Regions from separate parts of the Mus musculus genome. Here all the other regions are linked to region 4. Evidence: chromatin contacts called from public HiChIP or PLAC-seq and promoter capture Hi-C data. All regions are on one chromosome and are shown on one strand. The core of a region is the stretch at or near the end of the contact, and the rest is flanking DNA. Distances in the headings are between cores, read along the strand shown.

Region 1 (3,829 bases), core at 969-3,468, 400 kb before region 4:
TCCTTTTTTTTAAAAAAACATTTATCCATTTATTTAATGCATATGGGTACACTGTAGCTGTACAGATGGTGAGCCTTCATGTGGTTGTTGGGACTTGAACTCAGGACCTCTGCTCACTCCAGCCCAAAGATTTATTTATTGTTATATGACAGTGTCAGTCAGCTGCTTATCATGGTTGTGTGGGTTACAAACACTCTTGTCTAATACCTTATAGATTTGAAGCTCCTGGTTTTCAGAAGGACAGGGCGTGCTTTGTTCTGTGAAGTTTCAGTGACTCCTCTAACTCTCACAGGCATTGCTATCTGCAGAACCATTTGATCTCTGTGGTGCTCTGGGTTTTAGCATCACAGCTGCCATGGTTTGGATCTAAAGCGCTCCCCTTAGAGCCCATGTCTTGAAGGTTTGGTCCCCAACTAACTGCTCTGTGGTTTGTGCAAACTATAAATGATGAGGTTTGGTTGGAGGAGGTCACAGGGAGCTCGCTTTGAAGAGTGTATCTTGTGCTCGTTATCTACCTATCTGACTCCTGGCTGCTCTGGAGTGATCACCTTTGCTCCCACCATGCCCATTCTACAGATTGTTCTGCCTCAGTGATGTTCTACAGCGATGGGGCCAGTTGGTCACAGAATCCCTTGAAACCTTGACCCACACCAGTCTTTCCTAGTTGATGCTGATGGCCTCACATGTTCCATCACAGCACCAGGTAACTTGGGTAACAGAAGCACAAGGTAAGTGTATTAGAAACACAGTTTGTGAATAGCAGTAATTCAGACATAGGGGTGGCTCTGCAGTTCTATTCTAAGTTTCCAGTCTGAATTATCATTTATCTGTACAGTAGATGTTTGAGTGGGTAGTTGGCCTGAGATGAATGTTGTCCAGGGACCTGCAGATGATGTTTCGGGAGCCTTAGTGTATCCTTAGCATCTGGATACTCTCCTTTCCAGCACAAGTGGCTTGTTTAAACTTCACTGATTCTCCCAAGAATAGGGATGTCTGGGCAATTTGTATTCTTGAGAACAGAACCACTTCCCTGTTATTATCACAAAATTACTAATAATGCAGAACTGGATCTGATGATAAGAATGCTCACAGTGGCTCTGTTTATGACAATAACATAAACCCGTGTTTATGTATAATTGTTGAGATAAAAATCTCTTCATAGTTCATGCAACAGCCACCCTACCTCCCCAGCCTTTCAATGTCATCCTGGAGAGCAACATCAGGCCTTTAAAAATCTCTCAAAGGCATCTTGAATGGCCTTGAAAATGATGGTCATGAGAAGACCCAGGAAGGAAAGGAATACATAGCTGTAAAATGTTAATAATAATAATAATAATAATAATAATAATAACAATAATAATTTCCAACACAATAGGAACCATTTTTTTTTTTTTTTTTTTTTTTTTTTTTTGGTTTTTGGAGACAGGGTTTCTCTGTATAGCCCTGGCTGTTCCTGGAACTCACTTTGTAGACCAGGCTAGCCTCGAACTCAGAAATCTGCCTGCCTCGGCCTCCCAAGTGCTGGGATTAAAGGCATGTACCACCACTGCCCGGCAGGAACCATCTTGAACAAGGGCAACCAGCCACAGTGGTGTGCTTCTCCAATGTTCCCACTTATAAGTGAGGAAAGTGCATGTGTGCTTCTAGGTGACAGTGGAGTGATCTGAGGAAGGGGTCTAGACCTGTGGTAATAATTTTGGTCTGAATTAAACCAATCCTAGGGTTTCATATTAGAAATTAATGTATATTATATATTCTCCCTAATAATTTATCCTTTAGTTGAATATTTATGAAGTTCAAAGTTATTACTATTAAATAAAATCGATGGCTCAAAATGATCCCTGTACTGTGGGCTCTAAGGAGACCGTGGGCTTCTGCCGAGCTATCCAGTACTCCAGTTTACAGCTTAAAGTTGAGTGTATTTTCTACTTTATTAAGCAGTCCTTGCGTTATGACTTATAAGTAGTACCTCGGATAATCCCTGAGAGAGTGCCAGCCCCTCTCTGAGAGGTTGGAGTGCTAGCTCTGTAGCTCATGGGGAGCAAAGAGGAGCCCCAGATGGATGAGGAGAAGGAAGGAGTGGCTGCTCTCAGGAGACGCTTGGGGGTAGCATGAAGCACCTGGGTTCCGGTGAGGGGAGATCTGCTCAGCTCGGTCCCGGCAAGAACATGGCCAACCCCACTGTAATCAGGCTTGGTTAGAGGCTATTCTGGGAGAGGAAGTTGTGCAGCCCAGATAAAACACGGGGGCTGATTGGTCACTCTAGCTGTAGCCATAGATGGGCGGAGCAGAAACAAGGCCTAATTTGGTGACATGGAGGCTGTCTTCTAGCGGGAGGAAGGCAGCCCATCATTTGGGTCCAGGGCAGAATTTCTCTCTTGGTGCCAGACACCACACTGGAACACTTAGGAGAGCTGGGCAGAGGAGACTGTGTGGATAGGCTGGTACTTAGTGGAGGAGTAGGTTCACACTCATCTCTTGTTTAAAAAAAATCAGAAATTCTTAACCTTCAGTGAAGAGCTTGGAAGACAGCCTCCCAACATGATTGACATGGAGCCCTTAGCTGTTTTGTGTAATTATTAAAAACAACCCATGCTATCGCCGGCTACTGTCTGGCTGCAGTGGTTTCCCTTCCTCCATGGCTACCTAACTTGCGGCTGTCTACCTAACTTCCTCGGTTTGATTGCCGCTGGGAAAACTGTTGTTTTCCCAGTCATCCAACCTCAGCAGCCAGCTGCTGCCAAACCACTCAGCACCCCCAAATTTCTGTGTCTAGCTGGGGTTACACTCTCACCAACCCACGCTCCGCTGAGGCTGGCTACCTTTTCCCTGGAGCTCAGTTGAGTCGCGTCAAAATGGAAAACGCCAGACAATCTTAGTTTAGAATCAATCAACAGATAACACGATCACTGGGCGAGGAATCTATCCTCCTAAACAAATTAACTATTCTATGTTAGAAATCTTCGGCTGGCAGATTCTGGTGGATTCTGCCACCAGATCTAACAGTGCCCGGTCCACATTTTACCTGCTTTCGCTGCCCTCGCAGTCTAAATCGAAGTGCCTTCCTCCTGTGTTCCCTCTTCCTCTCTCAGACCCGGAAGGCCCGCCTCCTCCTCGCCCAGTGATTGGCTTCTTGTCATCTTTATTATCCAATCAATTAGGGGAGAATTTTGCTACTATTCGCTGTCCTTGAACTTTTCTAGTTTTAGGATGGTGGCAGGACTGGGCCTGTGCCAGATTCTGGAGGCAAGGAGTCCTGTAGCCAGCAGAAAGGAGAAGAAAGGAAAGGATGGCAAAGACATAGCCGGAGGCAGAGAAGACAGAGGGAGACTCCAGCGAAGAGACAATGAAAAGAGTTACCCAGAAGTGGCTGTGTTTCAGGCAGATGTGTGGCACTGTACAGTGAGAAGCTGGCCTAACATTCAGTGCTGGTTCAACAAGATGATGCAAGGCAAGGTTTGGTTAAGAATAAAATTATTCAGGCATGGATAAGAGTCATTCGCTCAGGATCATCTTGAAGAGGCCAAGAGGGATGCGTGATTTCACACAGTTTCATAATTCATTACGGTGACCTGGTCTTCCAAGAGATGTGGGTGATTGTTATATGTTAAAACTCATGATACAGGATGCCACGAGCGTTCTGGACTGTGCTTTAAATTGTAATGTGCATATTTAAAACAGAAATATAAATATGGTATAAAAGTGTTCTATTCTGCCTCTAAATATCCTTGACATTTTTACTTAATTAAAAATAGGGGCTGGGATATAGCTCACTTGCTTAGCATGCATGAAGCTCTGGGTTTGATCCCAGCACCACATAAAACTGGGT
Region 2 (3,854 bases), core at 681-3,180, 310 kb after region 4:
TTGTTCTTAGGTGTTTACTTCATTTTAAAGTTGGTCACTTTCCAGATCGACTTTTTGAGTTCTCAGAGAGGCATTGATACAAAACGATATGACTTAGCTCCCCGCTTCATATAAGCTGCTCATATTCTCTTATGCTTATTAATTTTGAAACTACTTAAGTGTTTGGTCTAATGAGCTTCACCGTGGGGGGTGGGGGAGTGGCCTGATGCTTGCATGCTGTTAATACGAAAATGAGCAAGATACCTTTCTGAGTGAACATTCCCACCTTGTACCTGAAGATTGGTGATCCATGAAGGTGCCAGCAATGCAGACATATGGCTTCATGCATCTTACATGCCATTATGTGAAGATATTTGGCCCCCAAGGATAACATTCTAAAGGTAATCAATGCTACCTCAGAGACATTTTAAAATATGCACTCTTTAGAAAGATAAATGAGGGACATTTCACTCAAAGTTAAAGGGAGAAAATAACACAACTATTTCACCAAGTCCATCTAAAACCTCCAGATTCCCTTAGTTGTCACAGCTCTGGTGCAAAGTTTCAAGTTTATGACAGAAAAATCAACCCAAAATTCCCACAGCAGAAATTCAGATTATCACCATATCTGAAGCTGGTGGTAGTTTTTTTGAATCTCAGAATGTTTCATAAGGTCCAACCCATCTGCCACAGCAGAACAATGATTCAGGAATTTGAAATTAAATCTGCATTCATTACCCAACATTCTCACAGCCTATATTAAAAATAGTAGACACACAGGAAGTCCCCAGTTAGCATCTCCTCTAAGTTTTCAGAAACTCAAATTATTGAGTCTTCTTTCTAAGAACCAGCAAAGACGCTGAAGGAGCATCTAACCAGCTATTCAGAGAGAATTCTCTCATCCAAACCGATTGATTTCCATCGATAAGCTATAAGGACCCGATTCAAAAGACCACCTCTGCAGCCCGCTTTACCTTCCCACTCCCTTCTGCTCTGCAGTCTCCACAGCAGCACAGGGCTCTGTCTGTTCTCGGGCTCCTTTCATTGCAGAGTGAGATGCCCACTCCTTCATTAAACAGCGTTAAAAAACAGACTGCAAGGAACTCCTCAGTGCAGCACGCTCTAACAGGGTGATTGCTACAGTTCTCAAGTAACCACACTCAACTGAGATCTATGACAAGCAGTCACTGAGAGATTGGCAATGTGCAAATCTAATAAAACACACACACACACACACACACACACACACACACACACACACACACACTTGTCTGGGTCTGAACTGAATTACCAGCAAAAAGAAATCACCATATAGTGAATGAAATTAAGTCACCAAGAAACCTAATGGTATTCCCCGGAGGAGCTGTTTAAGTTTCTTTAAATATGCCTCATCCAAAGTACTGTTAAATAAGCACTCACCGAGAGGAATAGTTACTTTGTCATTCGGACGACATAAATCATACCCGGAAAGGAGAAACTAAGACATGTATAATACAATGGTCTAAAGCAATGCCTTTAAATTTACACAGAAACCAAATCATATTAGCACAGACGAGCATAGCAAGAGATGATCTTTTCCCAATCTTTGAGAATGGAAACATGTATCACTTTAAAAAGACATCTAAATGTATTCTCTAGAAATATAAAAATAGCCTGCCAGTCAAAGCGATTAGAAAGCAAAGGAAGATGAGGACAAAGGACACTGAGAATCAGACATAAGCAGGTACATACCTTGAAGGGCTACATAACCCCGAAGACAGGGTCTCTCATGTTAAGATCACTCTGCTATTTGAAGGAAGCATAACTAGCCCTAGTGCCTTCCAAATGACTGTCTTTCATGAAAATGACATTAGCTAAAATGCCACTCAGACATCAAGCCCTATAGTAACATAATCCTGAAAGAGAGGGTCTACTTAGGCTGAAGAGCATATCAAAGGCTCTCTGATTTTCACAGAATTACAAAAAAAAAAAAAAAAAGGAAACAAGAAGTGCCTCCCTGCCTGCCCTGTCTACTTTGCTGCTTACTTAAAGCAGTAAACTGCAGAGTTGGGTTCCAAGGCAGATGAGGAAAGGGTGGGCACAGTTTAGATTTATTCTGCATTGGAGCAAAATTTGAAAAAAAAATACAGATTCATTTCCATTCTAGAGACTGTCATTCTAGCTTGCAGAAGCTGCATCCTTTGAGAAGGCAGAGAGCGAAATGATGGTCTCCATCTGCAACACGTTCTTAGGGGGACCATTTCTAGCAACCTCACCGTACACCTCCCATCCCGCCATGACATTACCTTCCTCATTGCTTTTTTTTTTTCTTAAGACTTAGGCTCCAGTCTTAGTCTGTGTCTGTAAAAGGTGATCAAGCTTTGAATTTAATACATCCGTGACATCCATGCTAAGCCATGTAATTTCTCTTCCGAAGAAACTTTTTAAAACACTTGCCTGATACAGATCCAATCCTACTATCACATTTATCACCCGAGACAGATAACGTTACACCAGAGGCTGTCATGGAAATGACTTCAAGATTTAAAAAAAATAAAGCAAAAAATTATCCTCCTCTCCCTCCCTTCTCCGACCTCTTGGGACCCAGGACCTCTGTGGTAACTGAGGAAAGTGACAAGTTTTCAACTGAAACAAGAGAATGTCCAAACTTGGCACCATAAAACCCATATAAAATTACTGGAAACTTCTGTTACAGAAAGCATCGTCCCTTTCAATTCCCTTCCCAGATTTCAATTTCTGCCTGCTTTGAGGGAAAGAGAGTCCACCCATGCCTTCCGCCGAGACATAGAAACAAGATAAACAACACAGAAACGACAAACAGGTCAAAGGGAAAGCACAGATAGATGGTAGAAAGAAAAAAAAAGGGGGAGGGGGCAGCAGAAGCAGAAAGCCCCAACAGCCAGACACAAAGGGCTTGTGATGCTCATGTCGGAAGACTTGGCTCTTTACCTGAAGGAACAGTGGAGTGACCCAGCGTCCCGGGTGCCTTGACTGACTGGATTTCGTTTGGGGCTTTTGTGAGTAATTATTGTTTCTCAGTGAATGCTTTGGTTGGGTCAGTTTGGTTTGTGGCTTGCCTTTGTTGTTTGGTCGATTTATTTTAACTGCTAGCAAAAGGAGCCCTTGGCTTGGAGGCAGGGGTCCTCGCGCTGCCCAGGCACAGCGCTGGTGGGGAACGCGTGGCTGCGGCTGTTGGACTGTCACCGCTCCGGACGCTTGGAGGTCTTCGCTGCTAGAGAGTCTGTATGTCACCACAGGCTGCTGAGCTCCTGTCTGTCTATTTGCCTGTCTGTCAGTCTGTCTGCTTCAGGAAAGGGGTTGGGGGTGGTGTCCAGGCTTTGCTCTGCTCCTCTCTCTTGGGAGTAGCCACCTTCTCCTGCAGCCAGTCCTTGCGCTGATCTGTCCGCCCCTCTGCGACCTGTGGTCCCACCAGCAATGCGGGAACCAGGTGACTGTCGTTGGAGCCCGCAGCGTCTCTGCTACTTTGCTACTTTGCGCTCCGGCCACTTCCCCAGGTCGGGTGGGAGGAGGTGACTGCAGGGAGCGAGTGCACGGGGCTGGCTGTCCCTGTCCCTCCCTCTCCGTCTCCCTGCCCGCTGAGTGCTCCCTCTTCTCTCTCTCTCTCTCTCCTCTCTCTCCTCTTCTCTCCTCTCCTCTCTCTCTCTCCGCTCTCTTCTCTCCTTTCTCTCTTCTCTCTCTCTCTCTCTCTCTCTCTCTCTCTCTCTCTCTCCCTCGCTCGCAGGATTTCGATCTCTCTGGCTGAGTAGGTCCACCTGAGGGTCACTCTCGCAGTCCCGCCGGAGTCAGCCAGCCTCAGTGGTGCTCCCGACCGCCCCACCCGGCCATGCCCTCCCACAGGGCTGGCTAGGCTCCCA
Region 3 (3,960 bases), core at 457-2,956, 440 kb before region 4:
TCCTTGGGCACCAGGCATCTACGTGGTATACAGATAAACATGCAGGCAAAATACCCATGCGCATAAGCAAATGAATTATTTTAAAATGAATCACAGCTTTATTTCTGTGTTGTGTGTTGAGGGATGCAGGTGGCAGGTAGCCATGAGCTGCCTCCTTCCCAGGGGGACAACTTGGAGGATCGGTTCTCTCTTTCTGCCCTATGGGTCCTGAAGAAGGCACTCAGGTGGTTAGGCTTAGTGGCAGGCATTCTTTTACCCAAGCCGTTTTATCAGCTGTGATGAAACGTGATCAAAAGCAAACTAGGAAGGAGGGGGCTTATTTGGCTTACAAATCCTGGGTGGGAGTCCACGGAAGGAGCCAAGGTGAGAGGGAACTCCAGGCAGGAGCCTGGAGGCCATAACTGAAACAAAGACCACGGAGGGGTGCTGCTTCCTGGCTTGTTCTCCTAGGGTTTCTCAGCCTGCTTTCTCATACAACACAGAACTACGTGCCCAGAAGTGGCTCCTCTCACAGTGGCCTAGGCCCTTGTACTTTAGTCATTAATCAAGAAAATGCCCTATAGATTTGCCCATGGGCAACCCAATGGTGACATTTTCTCAGTTGAGATTCTTTTCCCAAATAACTCTAGTTTTTTCTCTCTCTCTCTTTTTTTTTTGTCAAGTCAACAAACCTGACTGTCATGATGTGTCCATGCAAGTCAGAGGATAACTTTCCAGAGTTGGTTTTCTCCTTCCATCTTGTTGGAGTCTTTCTTGTTACTGCTTCTGTGCCCTACAAGGCAGCTGCTCCTGGAGTTGCCAGATACTCCCCTACCCTGCTGCAGTAGTGCTGGGTAGTAGTAGTGCATGTGGAAACATGTCTGGATTTTTATATTATTTCCAGAGATTTCACTCACATCATTAAGCTCGCACAGGCCTTTTTACCCACGAAGTCATCTTCCGTGGCTCTACATTTCCTTCCATTTCTTCCTTCTCTCCCCATAAAGACAGGTCCATGAAAGCAGGCACGATTTTATTCAGACTCTACCACGGAACCGAGAACGGTTTTGCTACACGGAGGACAGTTAACAGACATGCGTTGGATGCCATCGCTCACTGCTGTCTGGGAAACAGCAAACACTCCATTGCTTGCTGATATCATTGAGATCAGCAAATTGAAAGGACCGTGGTGCCCTGGCATTTATCATGAAGGGCCACTCAGAGCCTAGTTTGCCTCAGACGAAGCAATAGCGAATGAGACAGTTATGCCAATAAGCCACATTTTTTTTTTCTGGACAGGGAAAAGGGGCCAGGAACTTAGTGTGCTCCCTTTAATTCTCCAGGCTGCAGAGCTGTGTCTGTGACCTGCCCCCACGAGTGAGCCGGCTGCAGGCAGACTGAGTCAAGCTCATTTTCTGGTGAAATGAGGTTTATGTTGTCCATTAACTCAGGTCCTCCTGTTTTTGCCAACTTTAATAGAATTGCAAGAATAATTTGGCTGTCTGCCTGCATGGTCTGAATTAGCCTCCGATAACTCTCTCGGTGGAAACTGAATTTTTATATTCGCTGGTGTTCTTGTCCCTTCTCTATTGCTTTTAAAAAAACCTTTATTATTATCAAAAATTTTTTTGGCTAATATATTCACTGACGTATCCCAGACTTGCCTCAAGCTTGTTGCGTAGCCCGAGGATGACCCTGAACATCTGATCATCTCGCCTCTATCTCGCTTGTGCTGGGGTTACAGGCGTGTGCCACACCTGGTGTATGGGAATGAAGGCAGGATTCCAGCGTGCTAGGCATGCATGCTGCAAACTGAGTTACAGGCCCCATTATTCAGTCTTTTTGTTGTTTCTGTCTTCTGGGTCTGAATGGAGGCATTTTTCCCACTTGATGACCAGACTCTCAACAGAGTCTTTGTTCTTTCCTTTGCTGTTTTTCCTGAACCCTTTAAGCAGGAGCGATTCTTCTGAGAGCTCTGGGTAGGTCCTGTGAGCTGGGCCGAATAAGATAGTCCACCAGTTACCCACGCCCACAGTTTTCACATGCAAGATTAGGGGTACCTAGGGACTAGTTTTACTTGGGGACAGTTGGTTTACCTTGTATTTTCTGACCAGGACAAGATCCTGGGATCTGTCTGTGGCTCAGCTTGTTCTCACAGTGCGAGGGATGGACCAGGCAGCAGTGTGTCACTGGAGAGTGAGCTCCGTGGCTGGTTGAGAATGGGAAGTTGCTCTGGGAAGTAGAAACTGTAATGGTGATGTGTTCGGTGTAGACAAATATCTCTGAGAGGTTAAGCAGACGCAGATCTTTGTAGAATTAAATATCACAGCTGAGATCTTTGAGTGCTTTAAGGCAGTGGTGTGTGTGTGTGTGGGGAGAGAAAGAGAGAGAGAGAGAGAGAGAGAGAGAGAGAGAGAGAGAGAGAGAAAGGGTGATGGCAAACTACAGATTAGCTGTAATTTTTCTTTTTAACAGTTTTCATCATTCACATTTACATGCATGCATACAACATATTAGGAGCAGATTCATCTCCTACAAGCATCTTGTCCCCTCCTGATGCTGCTCACTCTATTTTTCCCAACTAGTCTCTCTCCCTGCCATATTTATATATTTTCTATATGTGTGTGTACTTGTATGTGTGTACAAGTCTTGTGTGGGTGAATAGCTATAGTATTTTCAGCTCAACACACAATCTGTTCATGGCTACCAGACCAGTTGGCATTTAGAACTTTTTTTGATTTTGATAAAAAAAAAAAAAGGTCAGTTTTATTCTCTCCAAATAAACTTTGGTTGGCATCAGGACCTCTGAAACCTGTGACATCACATCGGCGGGACCCACAGACCTTTTCCCAAGGCAACAGCCACCATATTCCCAGAATCCACTTGGCTCACCTCCCACCTTTACCAGTGTTACATCATTACCCATACACAAAGAAAGCTCCCTCCCACCTTTTTCTCTCTCTTCTCCACTTCTCTTTCCGCTGCCATCTTCCTTGCCCCCCTCTCTCCCAATAAACCTCTTACATGTGGAACTGTTTTGGCCTGGTGTGCAGACTCAAGCTGCTATTCTAACACATCAAATTTTATGCATGTACAAGTATATATATGTGTGTGCGTGTACATGTGTACATGTACAGCTTCAAAAACAGCAGGAAGCTGTGTGTGAGCCATCTTTTGTGTATGAGGTAATGCCTTGCTCTTCCTGGGTGATCTGTCGGTGATCACTTGTTGAAACAGGTGTCTATCACACTCATGAAACACGTTTGTCCTTTTTCAGCCTAAGTCAGTTTGGCATATCATGTCTAGAGTCTAAACATTATCCAGTGCCAGGCTTTTGGTTTTCTTCAGACAAAGATGAGGCTTCTGCTGGACTTGACAACTTCTGTTGTCTGGGCTTAGATAGATACCATTTCCGAGCTTGTTGATAGAGAATAATTATGTTGCAAATGTGTTTGGTTTTTCCAAGATTCAGTATTCACCACTGTTGCCATGGTGACCAGCATCCATCAGTTGGTGTTCTTCACTTACCTACATGTGCTGTCAAATCAACGCTTCCTTTCTTTAAGAGATGGCTGCTGGCTCTCTATTAGACCTATCTTTGCTAAGCCTGGGGGATGCTTATTTTAACACCAACTTCTGACGGAGCAACGGATTATAAGTACAGCTGCTTTTTACAGACATTTTCTGTGCACACTGAAAGCTCTTAATGAATGTAGCTGCTTCTCATGATGTTTTAATCAACAGAAATATTTACATCTGATAATTAGGCCCCGGAGTAATGTTTCAGGCCTCCTGTATGGCAAGTTCATCTGGTCGCACTGATCTCATTTCCTGATATTAGGATTCTTCTACCCTTAGGGTTATTTAGACTCCTGAGATCTTACAAAGAAAGTTTTAATTATGAGACTTTCCAGCTTGCAGAAATATCCATGTTAATTGCTTCTTCTGCCTGTATGTGGTCCCCTGGAGGGAATGGGATTG
Region 4 (3,397 bases), core at 765-3,264:
CCTCAGCACTCCAAGAATCAGGAACAACTACAGGGGAGTGGTAGTGTACAGTTTCCTCTGGACACAGAAATTTGGGAGAAAGTCAACAAAGCAGGCATCTTGCCTTCGCTGCCACAAGGCTATCCGTTAGCAAAGGCCAGCCTCTGAGGTACCCTCCACAGTGTCTCCCACGTGACCCCGCGCACCCTGCAAGGCCAACCCCCTGGCAGGGCATCTTCTGTCTCCAGGCTTCCCTCTGGTGGCTGGCATGACCCTTCTTCTATCCACGGGTAGATTTTTCCTTCTCCTCTTGTCAGCCCAAAGCTCTCCTATGTATCCTTCAGAATCCAGGCTACATTTCTTTTTGTCTCACATCATCCCGTGCCAGTGCTGATCCAGGGACAGGGGAATCCCTCTCCCCACCGCCTCCCACTTCACACACAAACTTCAGATCACTATCAGTCTTCTTTGTAGGAGGCTTTGACTCAGTTTTACATTGCAGAGTTCTCATCTTCTGAGCAATCAAGGGGAACTATGACACTGTATAAGCATGTAAGCATCTTTCTGGCGCTGTAAACCGATGCGCCTTTGTCGTCGTTGGCCATTCCCCTTCTGCTGCTGTTTAAACAAGACCCCAAGCAACTGCTTCAGACCGCCCTAAGCCGGGATGAATAAAAGGGGAACACTGCCCTCTGGAGGCTGCAAAGAGAAGAGGGCTTCGTGTTTGGTCTCTAAAGGAAAGAAAGTAGCATCCTATTTCACAAACTCAAAGGCAGGCAGGTGAGCTTCCATGAGCACCGCTAGAGATGGAGTCATCTGTCCACAGGGGATATATTTTTAAGAATCTGAGAGAAATCAGAGACATAATTTTGAAATGAGCAAGTGAAGGTCATTCCTGAGACTCCAGTTGTCTACTGGGAGTCCCTAATGCTCGAGGTACCTCATGTTTGATGTAAGGTGTTTTGCTGGAGAGGGTAATTCTATGTATGTGGAAGAAATGCAAAAACCGATCCAAACCAAGCCAAACCAAACAAACCAACCAAAAAAAAAAAAAATAAAAAAAAAAAATAAAAAGAAGAAAAAGAAGAAGAAGAAGAAGAAGAAATGAAACAAAACAAGAACCCAATAAGAACCCAATTAGTCCGTGTGGTGGTGCAAGTCTTCAGTCTTAGCATTCAGGAGACAAAATTGAGATGATTAGGAGTTCAAAGCCAGTCTCATCCATTTAATGAGTTCAAGGCTAGGTTGTTCACAGAGATACCCCCCTCCCATACACACAATTCAGAAAAAAAAAGTACCAACCAACAACTCTATGCTATATATTTCTTAATATTTTTGACACAAAGAGTAATGCCTAAAATTCATTTCCCTCTATAACATTGTAAGGGAGTTAACCAATAAAACACTTTTTGTTGGGGGTTGGTAGATTGTAAGAACTCATTAGTCTCCCTGTGGTTAAACCCTAGGGCAAAGAAAATAAATAAAGTTAAATTAAATTAAAACAGTTTTCTATTGGTTAAAAAGAATAAAAAGGGAAAATGGAAGACAAGCACCCACCTGGAACAAGACGGAGAAACAAAATGGCGGTTATTTACCTGAAAGAGAAGAGCCAGGGAACAGGCAAGAGTGGGTGGGTATCCTGGAGCCTCTGCAAGCCCACAGGCAGTTAGAAGAGTTTGAATGGAAGCTGCGCAGACAGAAATTCCAAGTGAGGCTGTTAACTGTGAGTAGCAGAGAAAGTCAGCACTTTCCATTTCCATGGGTGTGCCTTCACAGGCATGTGTACACACACCTGCAAGTGCAGGGCATGGTGGGTGGCCTGCCCCATAGTTGCTTCTTAGTGAGTCGCCCAAGTTCATCCTGGAATCTCCAGTTCAGGAACTCAGAGCTTCCGTCTCAATATTTTTAACGTTTCAAACTCGCGATGCAAGTCTGTAAGTACCAACCCTCCCCTGCTTGGAACTTCCTACCATAGACATCCCATACATCAGGACCCTGTTTTCATCTGGTCCAGTGCAGGATGCTGAGCTGTGCTTGAGGCGCCGGCGCTGGAGCTGGTGGAGAGCGCCACCTGCTGTCGCTCGTTGTGCCTTGTGTGCTGTGTGTTCCAGAGCTTCCGCCACTTGGACATAGCTTTCCTCAAGATAGTCTTGGTTCTTTTGGGTCATTTTGCCCAAATGCAAACGCATTTGCATTGTGGAGGGTGATGATAACCGAGAGAAAAACCTCAAATGAAACACAGTTTCTGCATGTTTAACCCACAGTAAAGGAGAGGAAAAGAAAAACTGGCCAGCTTCTTCTTCTTCTTTTTTTTTTTTTTTTTTTTTTTTGAGACAATTTTACAAGGTCAGTTAGAGAATTCAATTCTGTGCCCCAGGAAAAGCATCTAAAAGCCATTCTCCCGGCTTTATAAGATAAACGAGTTGGAATAGCATCGATATTGAACACTCTCAAATTAGCAAACAGCTTCGTCCCTGGCTCATACAGGGAACCCATTCAGTCAGCTTGACTGTAAAATTCTCCAGCATTGGTTTCAGCCCCATGGACCCCCCCTTGCCACCCCCACACACTGTGCTCCACTTCTGTTTGCAAAGGGAGGCTAGAGGAGGGGGAAATGAAAGAGGCGTAGGTTTAGAAGACCCACTAAATACAGAAGGTGGGGTCTCTAGTACCACACACATCTCTTTAATGTGATTGATTGGAGGGAAACCCTTCTTATATTTTTGGTTGTGAGCCTAGCCTTTAATGGCTGATCCATCTCTCCAGCCTGGGGTAAGCATTCTTGACAACAACCCAATGTGTGTGTGTGTGGGGGGGGGGGGGTGTGTGTCTTATTTTCTTCTGATCCCTGGCTTTCTCAGCAGTCTTTACTCACACACCACCTTTGCAGCTATAATTATACAAGGCACCCTGTAATGTGAGTCAAAATGCGCTGCACTGGAAATCTGAAGAGCTGGGCTTAGTTTTAGTGCTTTACAGCAACTGCAGAAGTGGCCTCAAGGTGCTAAAATTCCCCCCTAGATTCCAGTTATTTCACAGGTAAGAAAGGTATGTACTTTGGTGGCCAAAACCGTATCTGACCTTGGAGGCATGTCATGTATTGTGACCATAAGAACGCCCATTAATAAGACTACATTTTTAGAATAGTATAATTAAAAGGAATAATTTGTAAAGGTGATTTAGCCTTCGGAATCCCCAGTTGACAGAAGCAGTGGGCACGCTACTGTATTGTTATCATCACTCCTTAAGATGATGGCATAGAATTTTGTTGGGTAGCCTGAGAGAATTGCATCTGAGTGTGTGACTAACAAGAGTTCAAGTTTAAAGCACAATTCGTGTGAAATATCCAACAGAGAAGATAGCTTCATTTCACAATCATGCTGGTATCTTGAGTTGAATTACCACTCTCAAAAATTAT
Region 5 (3,539 bases), core at 388-2,887, 480 kb before region 4:
AAGGGTGTGGTTGTGATTTGGATCTTGGATCTTCCCCAGAAGCCTAGGGGTTGAAGGCCTACTCTCTAGCCTGTGGTGGCAGGCCATTTGGGTATGCCAATTAGTGGGAGGAAGTTAGGTCACTGGCATCACACCCTTGAAGTGATACCGGGGCCCCAGCACTTTCTTGTCTTTGCTTCTTGGCCGTCAAGATCTAATAAATAAATCTCTTCCTTCTTGTGTTCTTGTCATGACATGCTGCACCACCACCAGGGCCAAGCAAGCATGAATTGAAACCTCTGAGACTATGATCCAAACAAATATTTCTTCCATTTAAAGCATGAACTCAGGGAGCTAGGGAGATGGCTTAGTGCTTAAGAGTACTCCCTTGTGTTGGAGAGGACTTGAATTTGGTTCTCAGACCCACAAGAGATGGCTCACAAGTTGGTTGTTATAACTCAGGCTCCAGGGGCTTGGACATCCTCTGCAAAAATCTGTGGGCACCTACACCAATGTGCACCTCCCAACACATACTTGTGCACATAATTTAAAATAATAAAAAATAATTTAAAAAATTGGCTACTGGTTAGCTTATGTGTTTTGTCACAGTAATGAGACTATCTAATACAGGTAGGTGGTCTAAGTCTATTAAAAGATGGAACGAGAAATTACTCCTGTAATCTAACATACTATAGATACCATATTTGAATGCCAGGTGAGGCAGGAGGTGGAACGGGACCACGGAAAGCATCTATGAGCCTCAAAACCATTTTGAGAGTCTCACACAAAGCTTCCCAGTTATATTTCACTGGCCAAGACCTTTTCTTATTGGTTAGTTTTGGCACCAGGGCAGCTGGGAAATGCAGTCTTTATTGAGGGTTGCAATGTCTTCAGCTAAAATTGGTGTTCTGTTAATAAGGTGGGGGGGTTGTGAATATGTGAACAGTTAGTTTTCCCCACAGCATGCAGCAACGTGTGGGATAAATGCACTGTGGTGTGTTGTCTTGAGCTGAGAGCTCAAGACCCCTACTGCCGAGTGTGTTAAGCCAAACTACAGGGAAACGATGGTTATCCACCATCAGGTGTTGCTTGACTTCTGCCACACAAGGCAGGAGACTCAGCATCTGATCCCTAAAGCTCCGTCTATTTGACTCTCTTCCCCTCCTGGGTTGGAACCACTGTGTCCTAACTTTGATTCTGGGTGCAAAAAGAACGTTTTGGTGGCGTACCTACAGTTTGGCCTCTGTGCTGCAGGGAGAGGCAGGGTTGCTGGGGTTCCAGACCTCCTTGACTTGGGAGTCACCCACTGAGAGCACTGTAGAGCCTCAAGTCAAAACCAGTCCCCTAGTCCCTTAGCTGGAACAGCCTTGGCAGAGGGAATAGGGAAGGAAGGAGGGAAGGAAGGAGAGAGAAAGGAGGTAGGAAGGAGATATATGAGAGAGAGAGATATGAGAGAGAGAGATATGAGAGAGAGAGAGAGAGAGAGAGAGAGAGAGAGAGAGAGAGAGAGAGAGAAGAGATCCTGTGGGGTACTGGCTGTCCAGCTAGCTCTCCTGGAGCGCCCTGCTTGCTCAAGTTCACTGCCAACTCCACCGCCCCCGGGTGGCCTAGGGCGAGGCGGGGCGAGGCGGGGAGGGGCGGGGCGGGGCGGCGGCGGCAGCGCGGTTGTCAAGCTCGCGCTGAGGAGACTGTCCTTGCGCCGTGGCTGCCGCCAGCAGCAACCTAAAGGAAGAGGAGACCTGGATCGCTCTGTGCAGCGAGTAGTCCCGGCGCCTTCCTGCGCCCGCTTGGCCGCCGTCGGGCCACGTCCAAGAGCTGCCACCTGCAGCCAGGCCGCCAACCATGCCAGCCGCGCCGGTCCTGCGCCCGCCGCCGCCGCCAGCGACCCCCGCCCCGCCGGCACCCAGTCGCCCTGCGCCTCCCATTCCGGGTAAGTGCCCTCGGTGACTGTCGGGAACCCCACTCTGAGCGATGGGGCAGCAGAGGCAGACCCTACGGGGATGCACTGTGCAGGCATGTGTGCAGGCTTGCGATTTGAGTTCATGTGTGCTCTGCGTGAGTCTGTTGTGTGCATGTGTGTACTTGTGCAACCCCTCTACACAACGGGAAACTTGCTAGGGGGTGACACCAGCTTGAGCGGTTCCCCTCTGGGCAATCAGAACGCCATTCCTGGAAAAACATACTGGGCAGGTGCAGGAGGCTGCAGGAAGAGTCACCACAGAGGGAGCTGTCGTTGATTAATCTTCATGGGGGAGGCACTAGTCACCCAGAGACGTCCCTCATTCCATCCTTTTCTGAAAGAACCTCTGTTTTGAAGCTCTAGAGCTACCTCCTTGTCAAAGGTCATCCAAGAGTTGTGGAGAGGTTTACTGAACCCTGCTTTCCAGAGCGCTGTTTCTAGCCAGAGAGTCACAGAAGAACAAAGGGGGGTTAGAAAGAAACAGTACAGGCAGAGTGTTTGGGAATTAGCAGGCTAGATCAGAGCGGGAGAAATAGAACCATCAATTCATTTCAAATATAGCCCCACGTTTTCACTCCTTTCCACGTCTGGCTCTGGGGGCGAGGTGTGGTGGAGAAAGGATGAGGCAGCTCCCGGGCCGGGCAGAGGCGTCTGGGGACACCTTCCCAGAGTATGTGCCTGCTGGGAGTGGGGCTGAGAAGCTGTGGAGGGAATTAGGTTGTTACTTGCTCCATATAGTGAGTCATTTCTCTGCCTCACTCCTTCTGAGTCCAGACCATTCTCTGTCCTCTACTTGATGGTTGATAGCCGTCCAGTGGGAGCTAGGTCCCACTCTCAACCGCTCTTATAACATATGCTGGCATTAAGGAGACTGTTTTGGGGCCTGCAGAGGGGGGTCTGTTGGCTTTTACAGGGGTGATCTACTGGGGCTAGTGTTGGGCTAAGGATCACAGAGAAGCGAGGTTCCCAGAGCTCTAGGTAGGGACACGTTATTCCTGGGGGGGGGGGGGAGAAAGCAGAGCCCCAGGGAGGAAACAGGGCTGTGGAGTGCTGGTTTGTCTACTCCCAACTTCAGCAAAGCAAGTTCTCTGTGATAGTATTGTTAGCGCGATGCCACGGGAGGAAGGGCAAAGGGAGGCAGCTGTGATTTCTGAGTTATACTTACTGACCAGCTCTCTCTCCACAGTCCTATTGTGGCACATTAGAGCCCCGAGTACTTGGCTCTGAGCTGTAAGTCACCCCCTACCTCCACTGGAGGCTGACCTTTGCGCTGCTCAGCTGTTACATGTTCAGAGCAAGGACTGGCTGTAAGTGCACATCTCTCTGGGGCAGCCCCTGACTGACAACTAATGGGTCTTGAGGAGAACATTAGTTAGCTCACCTCCTAGGCTCCTCACTAGGACACTGAGTGAGGCGTGATGTTCTTTGTTTATCATTAAGTTTCTTTGTCATTACATGGTTAACTCCCAAGGATCTTTGAGGGTCTTGCTTCCCTCACTCGGCTTGCTTTTGGGTCTTAGCTGGCTTCTGCAGTTCTCAACCACTCTTTCCTGTGAACAACAATGAATACACTCACTCCCTGTCATAGGGATTCCTCCTT

What was found. Promoter capture Hi-C pulls out the DNA fragments that hold promoters and counts their contacts. HiChIP or PLAC-seq counts read pairs in DNA pulled down with a chosen protein or histone mark.
Region 1: a contact with region 4 is called in an H3K27ac HiChIP or PLAC-seq map of embryonic stem cells, with 19 times the contacts expected there. The contact joins the enhancer-like site here to the promoter of 4930545L08Rik in region 4. A contact is called at or near these places in 2 of 39 promoter capture datasets (the C10 cell line and hippocampal neurons), 1 of 15 datasets of contacts at CTCF or cohesin (embryonic stem cells), 3 of 484 Hi-C or Micro-C datasets (the HPC-7 cell line, bone marrow-derived macrophages and embryonic stem cells), 7 of 115 datasets of contacts at active chromatin or transcription factors (embryonic basal ganglia, embryonic stem cells and stem cell-derived neural progenitor cells) and 2 of 9 other capture datasets (adipose tissue and liver).
Region 2: a promoter capture Hi-C map of hippocampal neurons shows a contact between it and region 4, with 3 times the contacts expected there. The contact joins the promoter of Arpp21 here to the promoter of 4930545L08Rik in region 4. A contact is called at or near these places in 9 of 39 promoter capture datasets (the 3T3-L1 cell line, 3T3-L1-derived adipocytes, the C10 cell line and 4 more), 4 of 115 datasets of contacts at active chromatin or transcription factors (embryonic forebrain, embryonic midbrain, forebrain and 1 more) and 1 of 9 other capture datasets (liver).
Region 3: an H3K27ac HiChIP or PLAC-seq map of oligodendrocyte precursor cells shows a contact between it and region 4, with 13 times the contacts expected there. The contact joins the enhancer-like site here to the promoter of 4930545L08Rik in region 4. A contact is called at or near these places in 1 of 39 promoter capture datasets (liver), 1 of 15 datasets of contacts at CTCF or cohesin (embryonic stem cells), 9 of 484 Hi-C or Micro-C datasets (the C10 cell line, the HPC-7 cell line, bone marrow-derived macrophages and 4 more) and 11 of 115 datasets of contacts at active chromatin or transcription factors (differentiating embryonic stem cells, embryonic basal ganglia, embryonic forebrain and 3 more).
Region 5: a contact with region 4 is called in a promoter capture Hi-C map of liver, with 7 times the contacts expected there. The contact joins the promoter of Dclk3 here to the promoter of 4930545L08Rik in region 4. A contact is called at or near these places in 17 of 39 promoter capture datasets (the 3T3-L1 cell line, the C10 cell line, the HPC-7 cell line and 11 more), 1 of 15 datasets of contacts at CTCF or cohesin (embryonic stem cells), 1 of 484 Hi-C or Micro-C datasets (olfactory sensory neurons) and 2 of 115 datasets of contacts at active chromatin or transcription factors (embryonic basal ganglia and embryonic forebrain).

What each region holds. Positions count from the first base shown.
Region 1 is chr9:111,520,168-111,523,996 of GRCm38.p6, forward strand. No RefSeq gene overlaps it. Among named protein-coding and RNA genes, the nearest start is that of Gm36088, 52 kb to the right of the region's middle. Within about 2 kb of position 2,219, at least 14 of the 459 cell types and tissues checked have an H3K27ac peak or open chromatin away from gene starts, as enhancers often do. A contact at or near this core is called in embryonic stem cells, where this site is marked.
Region 2 is chr9:112,231,382-112,235,235 of GRCm38.p6, forward strand. It overlaps Arpp21 (cyclic AMP-regulated phosphoprotein, 21), which reads right to left and starts at 1,931. Exons shown (of 21, transcript NM_001362020.1): 1 at 1,711-1,931. It also overlaps a transcript of 2900079G21Rik not described here.
Region 3 is chr9:111,472,670-111,476,629 of GRCm38.p6, forward strand. The region is part of intron 2 of Dclk3 (doublecortin-like kinase 3); the gene reads left to right. Among named protein-coding and RNA genes, the nearest start is that of Dclk3, 36 kb to the left of the region's middle. Within about 2 kb of position 1,707, at least 30 of the 459 cell types and tissues checked have an H3K27ac peak or open chromatin away from gene starts, as enhancers often do. A contact at or near this core is called in liver, oligodendrocyte precursor cells and stem cell-derived motor neurons, where this site is marked.
Region 4 is chr9:111,916,715-111,920,111 of GRCm38.p6, forward strand. 4930545L08Rik (RIKEN cDNA 4930545L08 gene) reads right to left here and starts at 2,015. Exons shown (of 2, transcript NR_166641.1): 1 at 1,575-2,015.
Region 5 is chr9:111,437,444-111,440,982 of GRCm38.p6, forward strand. Dclk3 (doublecortin-like kinase 3) reads left to right here and starts at 1,638. Exons shown (of 5, transcript NM_172928.5): 1 at 1,638-1,909. The coding sequence starts at 1,822.